Regions from separate parts of the Mus musculus genome. Here region 1 is linked to region 2. The links are chromatin contacts, called in public Hi-C maps. All regions are on one chromosome and are shown on one strand. Each heading gives the region's core, a stretch centred on a gene start, on an enhancer-like site or on the middle of the called end of the contact. The rest is flanking DNA. Distances are from core to core; before and after follow the strand shown. Region 1 overlaps Col23a1 (collagen, type XXIII, alpha 1). Region 2 holds the start of Zfp354a (zinc finger protein 354A).

The links. Hi-C and Micro-C count contacts between places; a contact is called where the count stands out from the background.
Region 1: a Hi-C map of stem cell-derived neural stem cells shows a contact between it and region 2, with 2.3 times the contacts expected there. The contact joins the enhancer-like site here to the promoter of Zfp354a in region 2. A contact is called at or near these places in 5 of 39 promoter capture datasets (embryonic stem cells, hippocampal neurons, liver and 1 more), 19 of 484 Hi-C or Micro-C datasets (the HL-1 cell line, the N1E-115 cell line, adipose-derived mesenchymal stem cells and 9 more), 5 of 115 datasets of contacts at active chromatin or transcription factors (astrocytes, embryonic limb bud, embryonic midbrain and 2 more) and 1 of 9 other capture datasets (macrophages).

Annotation. Positions count from the first base shown.
Region 1 is chr11:51,537,082-51,543,776 of GRCm38.p6, forward strand. The region is part of intron 5 of Col23a1 (collagen, type XXIII, alpha 1); the gene reads left to right. Among named protein-coding and RNA genes, the nearest start is that of Phykpl, 44 kb to the right of the region's middle. Within about 2 kb of position 2,775, at least 38 of the 459 cell types and tissues checked have an H3K27ac peak or open chromatin away from gene starts, as enhancers often do. A contact at or near this core is called in stem cell-derived neural stem cells, where this site is marked.
Region 2 is chr11:51,054,201-51,061,490 of GRCm38.p6, forward strand. It overlaps Zfp354a (zinc finger protein 354A), which reads left to right and starts at 5,025. Exons shown (of 5, transcript NM_009329.4): 1 at 5,025-5,202; 2 at 5,872-5,954; 3 at 6,660-6,786; 4 at 7,203-7,290. The coding sequence starts at 5,922.

The DNA of each region.
Region 1 (6,695 bases), core at 1,525-4,024, 480 kb after region 2:
TCTCAAAACACCAAAAATTAAATTATAAATATAAAATAAGATTACCTTTGAGCTCTATGTATAAAATATATATGAGCCCTGTGTGAATTTCATTTAGAATCAAGTCCTGTCTTAGTTATCTGATTATGTGCACACAAATGCTCCGTGTATCCCAGGCTGGCCTTGAATTTCCTGCATAGTAAAGATGACCTTGAATCCCTGGTCTCCCTGCCTCCTCCATCTTGCAAGTACTAGGATTACAGACATTTGCCACGGAGCCTGCCAGAGTGTGTGTGTGTGTGTGTGTGTGTGTGTGTGTGTGTGTGTGTTTATGGTGTGTGTGTGTTTATGTCTGTGTGTGTGTCTCTGTGTGTGTGTGTCTCTCTCTGTCTGTGTCTGTGTGTATGTGTGTGTGGTGTGTGTGTCTCTGTGTCTGTGTGTGTGGTGTGTGTGTCTCTGTGTCTGTGTGTGTCTGTGTGTGTGGTGTGGGTGTCTGTGTCTGTGTGTGGTGTAGGTGTCTGTGTGTGTGTGTAGGTGTGTGTGTGTCGGTGTCTGTTTGAGTGTGTGGTGTGTGTGTGTCTGTGTGTGTGGTGTGGGTGTCTGTGTCTGTGTGTGGTGTAGGTGTCTGTGTGTGTGTGTAGGTGTGTGTGTGTGTCTGTGTCTGTTTGAGTGTGTGGTGTGTGTGTGTCTGTGTGTGTGGTGTGGGTGTCTGTGTCTGTGTGTGGTGTAGGTGTCTGTGTCTCTGTGTGTGTGTGTGTGTGTCTGTGTCTGTGTGAGTGTGTGGTGTGTGTGTCTGTGTGTGTGTGTATGTGTGTGTATATCTGTGTCTGTGGTGTGTGTGTCTGTGTGGTGTGGGTGTCTGTGTCTCTGTGTGTGTGTGTGTGTGCATGTGTGTGTGTGTGTGTGTGTTTGGCAGTACTAGAAATTGAAAATAGATTTTAATTGCACACTAGGCAGTCTTCCACTGTGCTCTACCTCCAGCCTCCGGAAATACTTCTGATGACCAGCATTTTAAATAATGTTTTCCTCCCACCACATGTTTTAAAGGTCTCCTGCTTTTGAGGCAGAGGCAGAAGGAAGGAGGAATCTCACCAGGAGAAGTCTACAGTAGTTTATTGACAAAGATAGAATTGAAAACTGAGATAGAAGAGTTGCCAGGACATGAGGCTCAGCCTGAGCAAAAACCTTCTGTTAGGATCTGGGGCCTGCTATATGGCTCAGCAGGCAAAGGTGCTTGCTGCGAAGCCAGACCACTAAGTTCACTCTCCAAGACCCCCATGGTGGAAAGAGAAAACCGACGCCTGGGAGTTGTCCTCTGACCTTCAAGTAATTACCACGACACTCTCAACCCGCACAACACACAATAAATAAACACAATAAAAAATTTTAATGAGGAATCAGATCTTCATGGGGCATGAGGCAGGTCCCACTGGAATCAGAAACCCTCACGCAGGCATCTCCCAGGACCGAGCACCACCCACAGGCCCCGTCTGGTTAAACTCACAGTACCCAGGGAGGCAGGACCTGCAAAGCCTCCAACATCAGTCAGGCATCGACAGCTGAGGTCCCAAAGGACAGAGTAAGCTGGGGGCTGAAATGTGGTCTTTGAGACAGGGCTCCAGCCTGGGACCAATTTCCAAGTGAATAACTCAATTGGACTGTTTGGAATTAATCAGGCGAACAAAAAAAAAAAAAAAAAAAAAAAAAAGCCATGACCACCACACACTCAGACGCTTCCTTACACTCTTCCAGTTCAAAAACAGCTTTGATTGTAAAAATGTAATTAGTTAAATGATTCATCTGTAATACCCCCCAAATTCATATGCTTTCTTAAATTCTAACATCCCCTGGCTCACTCCCATCTGACCCCTGCGGGGCAGCTCCCAGCCCCCAAGATGCTGGGCAGAGGGAGGAGGGGTGAACACCCACTTCCTGAGTCCCCCATAATAGTCCCCAGATTGGAACCTCAAAGACAGAGCCAGCTGGGCTTGCAGAAGAGGTCCTCCATACGGGCTTCCTTCCCAGCCTTCCCCCAGGCAGAACAAAACAGGTACTTCTTCAGTCCTGCCATGGTCGGGGTGAGGCTCTCCATTCCTCAGTTTCCCATCATGTCACGTGTGAGGCAGCCAAGGAAAGAGAGATGACCACAGGCAGTCATGGGGCCTGCGCTTTGGGTCCGCTGCTCAGGTTCCAGGGCCGCACACCCTCTCCTGTTTCTGCACCTTCCTGGTACAGGGGCCTCCTGCCCACAGGTCACTCTGGAAGAGGAAACAGTACCACAAGAGGCCAGCAGAGGAGAATGGGCCGGCTGCTTACTGGTTGCCAGCAACCAGCCATGGAGTGGTACCTGCAGACTGGCTGCTGCCTGGCACCTCTCTTCATTTCACCACACACAGCCTACTGCGTGGAGGAGCCTGTTCACAGAACTGGGCCAAGTCATAAAAAGACTGGGGAGAAGACAGTATGTGAGTAGGAAGCTGTTCCTGCCGCCTCCCATGACTTGAGAAAGAATGAGTTTGGGGTCCCCATAGACTGTGCGATCTCAGGCATATCTCACTCCTCATAGATATTATGTTCTTTGCATCCCTGGTAGCAATTAGGAGATCCAAGTGGATGGTTCCTGGGAGCTCCAGGACTGGGCACTCATACCGGGTTCAGTGAATGACAGTTCCTGTCGCTTAATGATCATTCAGTCCAGCAGGGGGAGCCCTTGAGGCTAGCAAGCTTTGCCTGGGTGAGCATACTAAGTACAGAGCCTCTAGCGCTGTGACACCAGGGCAGGAGTTGGCTTTCACTAGCAGATAACAAATCAAGGGCGCCCCCTAGTGCTCACCGGCGTTCAGACACCGGGGCTGGTGGGAAATTGGACCTTTCGTTCATGGAATCACTGTCATGTGTAAACATTGTTCAACAAACGTTTATTCTCAGCTCCGGGCAGTTTGGCATTTTACAGATAGTAGCAAGAAATCCATCCTAGAAGCCTACGACTGATCCAGAGAAAGATCCACAAGTCACCTAAGCTCCAGCTTCACATTAGGCTGTGGTCAGTGTCAAGAGGGTTTAGTAGCTGTGAGCACCTACCTACCTGCAAACCCACATCAGGCGGGGACAGGGCTGCAGCCTCAGGAAAGGGAGGTGTGATATAAGAACAAAAACTGAAGTAGGGGGCTGGGAATATAGCTGACTTTGTAGTCTGTGTGCCTAATATAAATAAGGCCTTGGGTTCTATGGGGATCCTCCCCCTTTTTTTTTTTTTGTAAAGATTTACGTATTTATTTAATGAATGTGAGTACAGTGCAACTGTACAGATGGTTGTGAGCCTTCATGTGGTTGTTGGGAATTGAATTTTTAGGACCTCTGTTCCCTCTGGTCAACCCCGCTCATTCTCGTTGGCCCGGCTGACTTAGTCCCTGCTTGCTCTAGCCCAAAGATTTATTTATTATTATACATAAGTACACTGTAGCTGTCTTCAGATGCACCAGATGAAGGCGTCAGGTTTCATTACAGGTAGTTGTGAGCCACCATGTGGTTGCTGGGATTTGAACTCAGGACCTTCGGAAGAGCAGTCAGTGCTCTTACCCGCTGAGCCATCTTGCCAGCCCTATGGGAATAATTCCTACGCCACATTAAAAAAAAAAAAAAAAAAAAAACAGTCATGAAAGCCAGGCTGTGGTGGTGTGCGCCTTTAATTCCAATACTTGGGAGACAGATCTCTGAGTTCAAGGCCAGCCTGGTCTACAGAGCAAGTTCCAGGACTGCTAGGGCTACACAGAGAACCCTGTCTCAAAAGAACACAAGCAAACAAACAAAAAACAGGCATTATGGTACTCACCTAAGCTATGTGAAACCCTTCCTCAACACAGAACAGCGACGAGCAAACACCTTTCATCTCAGCAGTAAACAGGCAGATCACTGAGTTTGAAGCCGGCCTGATCTACAGAGTGATCAGTGAGACCCTGTCTCAAAGAAAAAGAAAAGCCAAAAACCAAGCATAAGCCAGGTGGGTGCTGACAAAAGTGAGGTTCAGAAGTCCCCACCCCCAGACAGAGTCAGGCTGATAAGGAGCACTCGGTTGAGGCAGCCAGCCTCACTAAGGAGTCAACTGTGCCCTTCCTCTGATGTCTGAGTCCCAGGAGAGCCATCCTGCCCATTCCACTTCCCTATCCCAAAGGACACAAGCATCCAAGAAGAAATGGACAGCTTGTTCTTGAGGTCTAAGGGCAGGGGCGTAGCCAGCCTGTCATCCCATTCCTTGTCTGTCTGTTCAGAAAATCAGGGATGGACACGATCGATAGAGGAGGCTGGTCTGGGAGGGAGGCGAGTTGTGCTCAGGAGTACAGACCAGAGAGACCGTTCAGCTCCTGAAATGTGAGCTCACATGTACCACCTAATAAAGAAAAATATCATAATGTAAAAATTATGTACCATAAGAATATAACAATTATATTTGTAGATGATTAATATTGTTAATTTATATTTTATTTTAAGTTAGAATTTAATTCCTTTATATATTTTGATATTAATTATGTAATTAGTATACATAAGAATTATAGTTTTATATAATAGTATTTAGAATATATAAATAAATATAAGAACTAGAAACCTGCCAACAGGAAAGCGTACGAGCTGGGGCGTGGGCTAGGTGGACTGCGTGAGTCTGAATGAAGTCCTGCACGTCAGCCCATGCAGGGCAATCCTCACAGCAGATCCAAGAAAAGCTGAGAATCCAACTTTGCTGTGTACTTTAGAGCCATACAGTTTGCAACCTTGTTGCTGGTGGTGTTACTTTTTATGCCTATGTTGTCTACAGAAATCAAGAAAGATCCGTGCTGCAGCTCGGGGTAGGAGAGCTGGGGTGGGAGGGAGGGAGGCCGGTGGTGCACTGCCTCCTGTGAATCAGTCCTGCACACAAAAGAAGGAGGGAGAGCAGCCTAGGAGATCCTGCGTGAGTAGACAGGGAGAACAGAAACAGGTACCTCCATCAGACCACAGACAAAGCAGGGGCTTGGCCTGGATATGGTCAAGGGGCTCTGCTCGTGAACCAGGAGGCACAGAACACACACAGAGCCTCCGTCAACTGTGAGCTATCTCTGTCACTGGTCCCTGGATCCACAGTAGAGTCCAAGTCACACAGCAGGCTGTTTGGGGCTGAAAGGATGCCCCAGCCTGTGTACTATGTCCAGTGCTCCCTGGCACACAAGCATCTCAGAGAGGCACAGCTCAACTCCCCAGTCTCAAACTCCATTCTTCCACACCCACTGGGAATCAAGGCCCTTTATTCCCTCTCCCCGAAGAGGGGCAATTTTTCCTGATACCTGACAAGGTAATCGTGTTCCTCCGCACCAAATACCAGGAAAGGGTGAATAAGTAATTTAAGCAGATATTTGGGATCAGTTCAAAGGCTTAGTCCTTTAAATACCTTCTCTTCCAGCCATGGTGTTTGATGGGGACATAGATGTAATTGCTTCCAGCCAACACGGGCCACTCACTGAGCAAGCCCTCGCCACGAAATAGAAGCCAGCTGCTTCCATGGCTCAGAGTATCACGGCTGAAAGAGGCCCAGGCCAAGGGTTGCACACCCGTGCCCCTACACCCAGCGGGTCACTCTCCTAGGCAGCCAGCGGATGTGAAGCAAAAGGAAAGAGTGGAGCAAGGGCCCTCGGGCCGTAACCCTGAGAAGGCAGTGCAGGCCTGGGAGGGCAAGAGCATGTCCCAGGGGCTAGGAAGCCTTCCTGCTTTTCTAGACAATTCCAAAGTCTGTGTAGTGAAGTGAACTGTCCAGTTTTGTTTTTGTTTTCAACACGGCTGCTAATTTGGTTGGTTTGAAGGGTTTTGTTGTGGTAATGGGTTTTGTTTTTATTTTTTAACCTTGTGGTTGTTACTTGACAAAATCTCTAGCTTTTGACATTGCACAATGATGTCATCATCTGTACATCTAATACTTATTTGTGTGTGTATGTGTGGGGGGGGGAGGGAGAGGGAAGGAGGGGGAGAGGGAGACAGAGAGAGAGAGAGAGAGAGAGAGAGAGAGAGAGAGAGAGACTATGCATGCTATGTCTTCCTATGGAGATGAGCAGACAATTCCATTTTCAGTAGTCAGTTCTCGCCTTGCACCATGTAGGTTCCAGGAATTGAACTTGGGTTGTCAGGCTTGGCTGCAAGCACCTTTACCCTCTGAGTCATCTCACCAGCCCTCAACTGTACATCTATTGCAAAGTTCACACTTGGGAATGATGTGATCAACTCATAAACACAATAAAAAAAAACCTAATAGTTTAAATAAGTTTACAATGTTATACCTGGCTGCATTCATAGCTGTCCTCAGCTTCGTGCCACTTGACACACCTGTGAGTCTAGAGCTTGCTACGACTTGGGGTACAGAGGCTACTCGGCAAAGCACCCAGACCTAGGGTCTCTGGAAAGAGTAGCAGGCCACAAGCAGGGCACAAACCACAGCTGGACCTCCACACTGAGGCCCTTTCTTCCTTTGCCCTGGGGCAGGGAACTCAAGTTTGGGAAATGGTTAAAAACCAGACTAGTCCATGTGTATGCAAACAGCCAGGCCTGAGAAATCAGAACCATATGGGGCTGACCTGCCTGGAGGGGCCTGCCCCCTACTCCCACCCGCTGGCCAGCCCTAGCGAAGGCTGGTACAAGACTCACAGAGCCTTCATAGAGGAATGCACACTTCCCCGGCTGGGATCTCAGACCCCTCC
Region 2 (7,290 bases), core at 3,775-6,274:
CCAGTCCTGGTTTTAAGGTATGTTGCTGGGACTGGAGGAACTCTCAGGCTGAAGTAGACCATTTCCTCCTCAAGGAAAACCATGCTGCATACCAGGCCAGTGCCCCAAGAACTGCGACATCTTCCATTATGTAAAGCCACACTGCATGCCAGCCCAGTGCCCCAAGAACTGTGACATCTTCCAGTCTGTCAGTTGGTGCTTTAGTTAGGGTTTTACTGCTGTGAACAGACACCATGACCAATGCAAATCTTATAAAGGGCAACATTTAATTGGGGCTGGCTTACAAGTTCAGAGGTTCATTCCATTGTCATCAAGGTGGGAACATAGCAGCATCCAGGCAGGCATGGTACAGGAGTAGCTGAGAGTTCTACATCTTTATCTGAGGGCTGCTAGCAGAATACTTGCTTCCAGGAAGCTAGAATGAGGGCCTTAAAGCCCACACCTACAATGACACTCCTACTCCAACAACAGGGCCACACCTACTCCAACAGGGCCACACCTACTCCAACAGGGCCACACCTTCTAATAGTGCCACTCCCTGGGCCAAGCATATACAAACCATCATAGTATGTAATGTCATCACCTCTGACCCTCTGCTAACAGATCTGGTTCTATCAGGTCAGCCTCTTCTGCACCTCCTGAAGCTCTGAATGTGTCAGCCCACAATCCACTAAGTATATGGATCCTCTGAAGACTCAGGAGTCTATTTCCAGTAATTCTGCTCTCACCACCAGCTCAAGTCCAAAATACTGCAAAGAAAACAGTCCTAAGGGAGGTGTGGTGGCTGTCCCCTGTGCTCCTAACACTCCAGGGACTAAGGCAGAGGGATCAAGATTTTGATGCCATAACATTTTCTTTTGTTATGCATAATTGCACAACTTTTCAAAACTGCATATCAAACAAGCAAACAAGCAAGCAAAGCCATATCTCTCCTAAATACAGAAAAGACTGAAGGAAAATCGCAAGTGGGTACTGGCATCAGACACATGTGGCCATCAACCAATAATGAGAATTTGGATTATAAATTCTCCCAGGGGAGAACTAGGCTCCAGACTCAATGCCTTGGTGTTGTTGTAAATGCTATTGATTAACTCCATTCATTCTTATTATGACCCAGCCAGCCCCTTAAATAGAAATTTCTGGTTTCTTTGGAAACTCAGTCATGCCATATAATGTTTTGCTGGGCCAGACAAGTGAAAGGATAAATGATGCTTAGAAAAGATATAAATCTGTGGGAGGAGGCTCTGGCACTGCGTCTCCATCACTGATCTTTGCTGGTTGTGACTGCATAGAGAGCAGCTAGCCGAAGAACTTCTTGTGATAGTCTGGGGGCATCTTTCCACTTTCGTGGACTTGGGCTGATTGGCAGAGCTTCGTGGTTTCCTCTGGATTGAACTGCCTTTACTTGCTGATTCGTGAATGGTGATTGCCCAGTGGGCTGGATTGCTGCTGCTGATTCGTGTTGGCGTTTTGCTAGACGACTTGGTTGCTGACAAGGAGGATTGGAATCCCCCCACCCAAAGAACTATTTCTAAACAGGTCCACAACCTGTTTCCTATTAACTTTTCTTTTCCACTCCCTCTATTGAGTGGTGGCCTAAAAGGAAGGCTGAAGCATTTAAGAACCCTCATTAGTGTAGGTTTTGAAAAATCTAAGCCATCAAGCCTCCCAATAATTGAGATTGAGGCCTATAATTTATTTTAATCAGCTTAGCACAATTACTGTGTGATTACCCCTAATCTATTTTTATATATGCTAGATTGGCTAATTCCCAGCTGTGCTCCCCAAGTTAGTTGCTTGGTCTCACCCCAGCTGCTTTCTTGCTCCATCAGCCTGTCCTCAGGGTAGACTTCTTCTGGCCACATGCTCATGGTCCATCCCATCTAATGGTGGTCTCCTTATCTCTCTCCTCCCATTCTCTATTTTCCTTTCCAGCTCTCTCTCTCTCTCCTTGTGGTCCCTCCTCACTACCTCCACCAGGTAACTGAAATCCTGTCTACCTCTACTCTCCACAGTGACTGGCTATAGGCATTTTTATGTAACCAATGGCTTAAAATTGGGGAGGAAGGTTTACACAGCAAAGATCAGTGTATGTGAGAATTCACTCATCTGAGGGTAGCAAGATCTTGGGGTTCAGAATTTAGCATTTGTATACATAGCATCAGACCAACCCTAAACACCTTAGGGTTTAGCAGTCCTTGACACAGTAATTCTGTTTCAAGAAACGGAAGAAAACCATCTTCAAAGATAAACTTCAAGGATGTTGACAGAATAAAAAAGAAAGCCTTAAGATAATATTAACAACTAGAAATAAAACTTTACTTGAATACCTTGAAGTAAATAAGCCTCAGATAAGAGCTTTGAAAGTTACTGAGCTGCAACAAATACATTGTGGCTTCAGTTGTAACTGAAGCAGATGTGAATGGTGACAGGTTAAGCTTGGCTTCTAAGTGCTGATAAAAGAATCAAAACCCTAACTACTAATTTCTGCTCTGTGGCACCAAGAAACTGGAGTGGGGCTGGGCTGGGTGTATTTATAATTTTTTTTGTGTGACTGACAATACCTACTAGCCTGGCCTGGGAGAGTCTGCCACTTCAGCTATCTAGGAGTCTGAGGCAAAAGAATTCAAAGTTCAAGGCCAGCTTTTGCAGAGTGAGGTCAATGTTAGCCTAGCCAATTTGATGAAACTCTGTCTCAAAAGTTAAAAGAGGGCTGGTGTTTAAAAAAAAAATGTTTTTTTTCTTCTATCCCCTGCTCTAGGAATGACAACTCTGGGACTAATTATTTATTATTAGTTGGTTAGGCCATAGCTTTGGCTCATTCTCTGACTAGCTTGTAGCTTACTTAACCCATTCAAACTATTCTGTCTACCACTTAGTTACCTGTCCTTCAGGCTCAGCTGCTGCTTTTTCACATCTCTCTCATCATCTCCTTTTATTTTTTTCCCACTATTTCCCAGAATCCTGTCTCTTCCTGCCAGTGTCCCACCTCCTATTTCCTGCCTCAGCTCATTGGCCATAGTCTTTTTTATTGACAGATGATGCGCGTAAGCGATTTTCTCTACAGAGTGGGGATGTGGCTCAGGGGTGGAATGCTTGTCTAGCCTGCTAGAGGCTCAGGTTCATTCTCCAGTACCACCACCAAATTAATTAAAATAAAATGTTTTGCATGTATTTATTGTGCATATATGAATGTATGTGGCACAGTGTATGTGTGAGGTCAGTCTCTCTTTTCACTATGTGAGTTCCTAGAATTGAATTCAGGTTACCAGGCTTGGCAGGGAGCGATTCACCACTGAGTCTTCTTCCGGGTCCTCATAAATAAAAAATTCTAAAACAATTATCTGTTGGCTCTTCCTGTAATGTCTCTGTCCTGATTGCTATGGATTGTCAATTTCATTAGATTGAGGGGTACCCAAAAGCTTGCTAAAGCCCATATCTGGTTGCGTTGATAAGCCGTATCCACGGAGGAGTCCATCATAAGGGCTGTTACATACACAATGACTTAACCCATTGATGGACTCAGTCTTTCAACCAGTTTTGGGGTGTTATGGAGCTGTAGGGGGTGTGGCCTGGCTAGAGAAGATGGGTTTCTAGGGATGTCCTTGAAGGGTCTATTTTGGCCCCACCCCTTCCTGTTAGCTGCTCTTTGCTTCCTGGCTGCCTTCAGCTCCACGGCTTTCATCTTCCTTGTCCTTCTGTGACATTCTGCTGCCTTGCTCTGAGCCGACAGTCAATGGAGTCAGTCAGGCGAGGACTTTAACCTGCCAACCACGGCCCCAAACTGGCCCTTTATTTTAGACCCTTAAGTTATTCTTCTCAAGTGAGTGTCACAGCCACAAAACTACAACTGCTACAATTCTGCCTCTCCTGAGTTGTTGCCTCAACCCCGTGCTTCATTCTTGTCTGCCCAGGCTGCCCTTGCTTTGCCCTACCCTTCTTTTGTTGTTTGTCTTTTCTTCTTTTTTGTTTTTTGTTTTGTTGTTTTTTTGTTTTGTTTTTGGTCTTATTACAGGTATCTTCTAGATCCCTATCTAATTATGTTCGTGGCTTGTTGTCTGGTTCTTGCCTTTTACAAAAAATAAAGTACTTCAGGATAATGACATTTGTTTTATTCAGTTTTTCAAATGGCTCATAATAGGGCTTGGTGCGTGACCGTTAGAACACAGACTGTACAGCGTACTCTGAAAAGTCAGACCACACACTCCTGTAGTCTCTCCCTCTTTGGACTGAGAGTTGATACAAGCAATGTGCTGTGACATTGACAAGGCTCACAGAGCTAAGTTATCTCTCTCTTCCTCTCTCAGCTGCCACCCTAGCTCCAACAGACACCCCAGACAACCTTGAGTTATAACTTAGCTTGCATCTACTGCCTTCCTACCTTTTCTTTTGACTCCTGGCACACAAGTTGGGCCATGTGTCAACACAAACTTCCCCAAACTTGTAAGAATACAGAATTCCTGTCCTTGGGAGCTGAAGGATATTTGATAAGCTTTGCCCGTCAGATCTCCATCGTGGCTGCCTTCAGCCTGATTCTAATAACTTCCCCCCTCCCCGCTGTTGTTATTTGTGGGAAAAGAAGAATTTTAAGGACATTTATTACTTGTGTGTATGAGTGAGTGTGTATGAGCATGGAATGCATCCGCTGCCCGGAGATGCCAGAAGGGGGTATTGGAACCCAGGCACTGCAGTTACAGGCCATTGTGAGCAACTGATATGGGTAGTGGGGATTGAACCTAGGTCCTCAACAAGAGCAGCAAGGACTCTTAAACCGCTGAGCACCTCTCCAGCCCTACTAATACCTTATAAAAAAAAAAAAAAAAAAAAAAAAAAAAAAGCTCTTCTAAAGGGTACTTCGTGCCAGCTTCCTTTCCACTAACCTGCAACATCTTTTATTATTTACCTAACAAGCAGGTGTTTGATTCCCGGTGTCCACTCTGACCTTCCAAGTAATCTGTGCATCAGACAAACCGAGGAACTTCAAATCCCAGAATCCCTGTGTCTCGAAGTGGACTACATTTCCCAGAGGGCTCCGCGGCCACCACCCTCTGGACCCCAAGATCTGACCCCCCCGTGAGCCTTCGCGGGTCTTAGGGCGTCTGTGGCGCGGCTCGAGGCTAGGGGCCAAGGTCCCCGTGCAGAGTCCTTACCCGCGGCGGCTCAGAGCATATGTGAGGCGCGGCGGGAGCCGGAGGAGGGAAGGTGAGTGAAGGCTCGATATGTTCGGACGTCAGACAGGGGCTGGGCTGGGTTTGGCTCGGCGGCCTCCTGCGCGTCCCCCTCCCCAGAACGCGCGCTCCCAGTGGCCTTGGCTCTGGACTGCAAGTGACCTGCTCCCCACCGCCCGGGCAGTGACCACGCAGGCTGTGTTTTCCGTGCAGCTCTCTTGTCCTGGGCTACTATTGGTCCCCTTTCTGGAGTTTTCCCCTGGTATTCTGGAAATCGATCTCTGACAGCAGCAGTGCAGTCGGGTGGGCAACGTGTTATAAGGAAGAACACCGTCCCTGCCCGTGGTCAATCTGAGGGGGCAAAACCGGAGGCGCCCCCACTGTGGCCGCATTCAGACTTCAATTTCCTTCCCAAAGGGGCTGGAAAGTGCCTGCTGAGATGTGGTGAACAGTCTAAGGGTGTTCACATGGGAGCTCAGTGAGTCCCCTCGGTTATGGAGTACAGTGTCGCCTGAATCTTGCTTCTGGACATCCACGGACAAGAAGACTGGTGACTTGTCGATTCTCTGATGCCCACCCCCAGCTCCTGGTTCCCTCTCTTGAGGCAGAAGAGCCAGGCTCAGATGATGGGACACTTTCGGAGATGCTGCTTCTGACAGGTGCCGAGCAACAGGTACTACTCCTTTCTTCTTTCCACCCTCAGATCCTCCCTCATCTTCACCCATCTTTGGAAGAAGAACCTTCAGAAAGAAGATGGCTCCTGAGCAATGGGAAGCGACATCTCAGGTAAGCACCTTGCCGGTTCATTTCGTAGCAGAAGGAGCGGATTTTGTTTGGTTTTCCTTCTGACAGTTATCCACGCAGTTCAGCCTTCACCGGGTTTCATCGCCCATGCCCTCCTTGGAGCAGTTGGTCCTCCCTCCGTGGGTGGTGGATTCTGTGGGGAGCACACCCCATGTTCACAGTTCCAGTCTTATGTATCTCTTGATAGACAGGCTATTGTTGCCTGGTGCCAGTCTGGTGTATGCCTACAAATTCCACAAGTAACTTGCCAGGTACCTGGGACAGAATACACATACGTACTTGAGAAAATTCCTTTTTTTTCTGGTCCTGCCTCCCGCACTTGTCTGTTTCATTCTCTGCCCTTACCAAAATTGGTTTTCTATTTTTTTCTTCTTTCTTCTTGACAATCCTTATGTTGTTCACCAAGCCTTCTCCAGTCTGTGGTGGTTGGTTGGTTGGTTGGTTGTTGTTGTTGTTTTTCCCACTTTATGGTTTTATCTTTTGCTTGTACAATTTCCATGAAAGTTTTTTTCTTATCGTGTATGTATGTATGATGTGGTGTGCATACATGTGTATATGCGTATTCTCATGTACTTGGTCACGTGTTTGGATGGCTGTATCTCTGTGTGAGGATATACATCTGCACATGTGTGTCAAAGCCTGAGGCTATAGGGTGGCTTCTCCCATGGAGTTGTCTGTCCCTCACAGGTGTCGTTGACATTTGAAGACGTGGCCGTGCTCTTTACCCGGGATGAGTGGAAGAAGCTGGTTCCCTCTCAGAGAAGCCTGTACCGTGAGGTGATGCTGGAGAACTACAGCAACCTGGCCTCGCTGGGTAAGAGAGTGCCCTGTGGGCAGAGACTCACAAGCGAGACCTCGTGCCTTCTCTTCCAAATGGAGATTTCATTGTGAAATCTTAGCAGAGTTTTGCCTTCAGGCCTTACAAATATGACCTTATAAGTAAGCATTGACACACACTTTGCACAGCAGGCCTGGAACTGCCCATGTGCAGTGGAGCGGGCGTGGCAGTGAGGGCACCGCTTCCCTTGGTATGAAGCAAAGGTTCATAGTCTGGGCATCTTCCCAACCAGCAGTCATTCCATGCTTGCTTGGTTCATCTCTCAGCAGAGAGCTTTGTTCCATCTCTGGAACCTCTTGCCCATCTCCTTTGCTATGTGTTTTTCTGCAAAGGGCCTTGTGAGGGAAACATTTGAGGCTTCTGGTTACTGAGCTCATCTTGTCTACAAGCAGGATTCCCGTTTACCAAACCAAAAGTGATCTCCCTGCTGCAGCAAGGAGAGGATCCCTGGAAGGTGGAGGAAGAAGGCCCTGGAGGCTT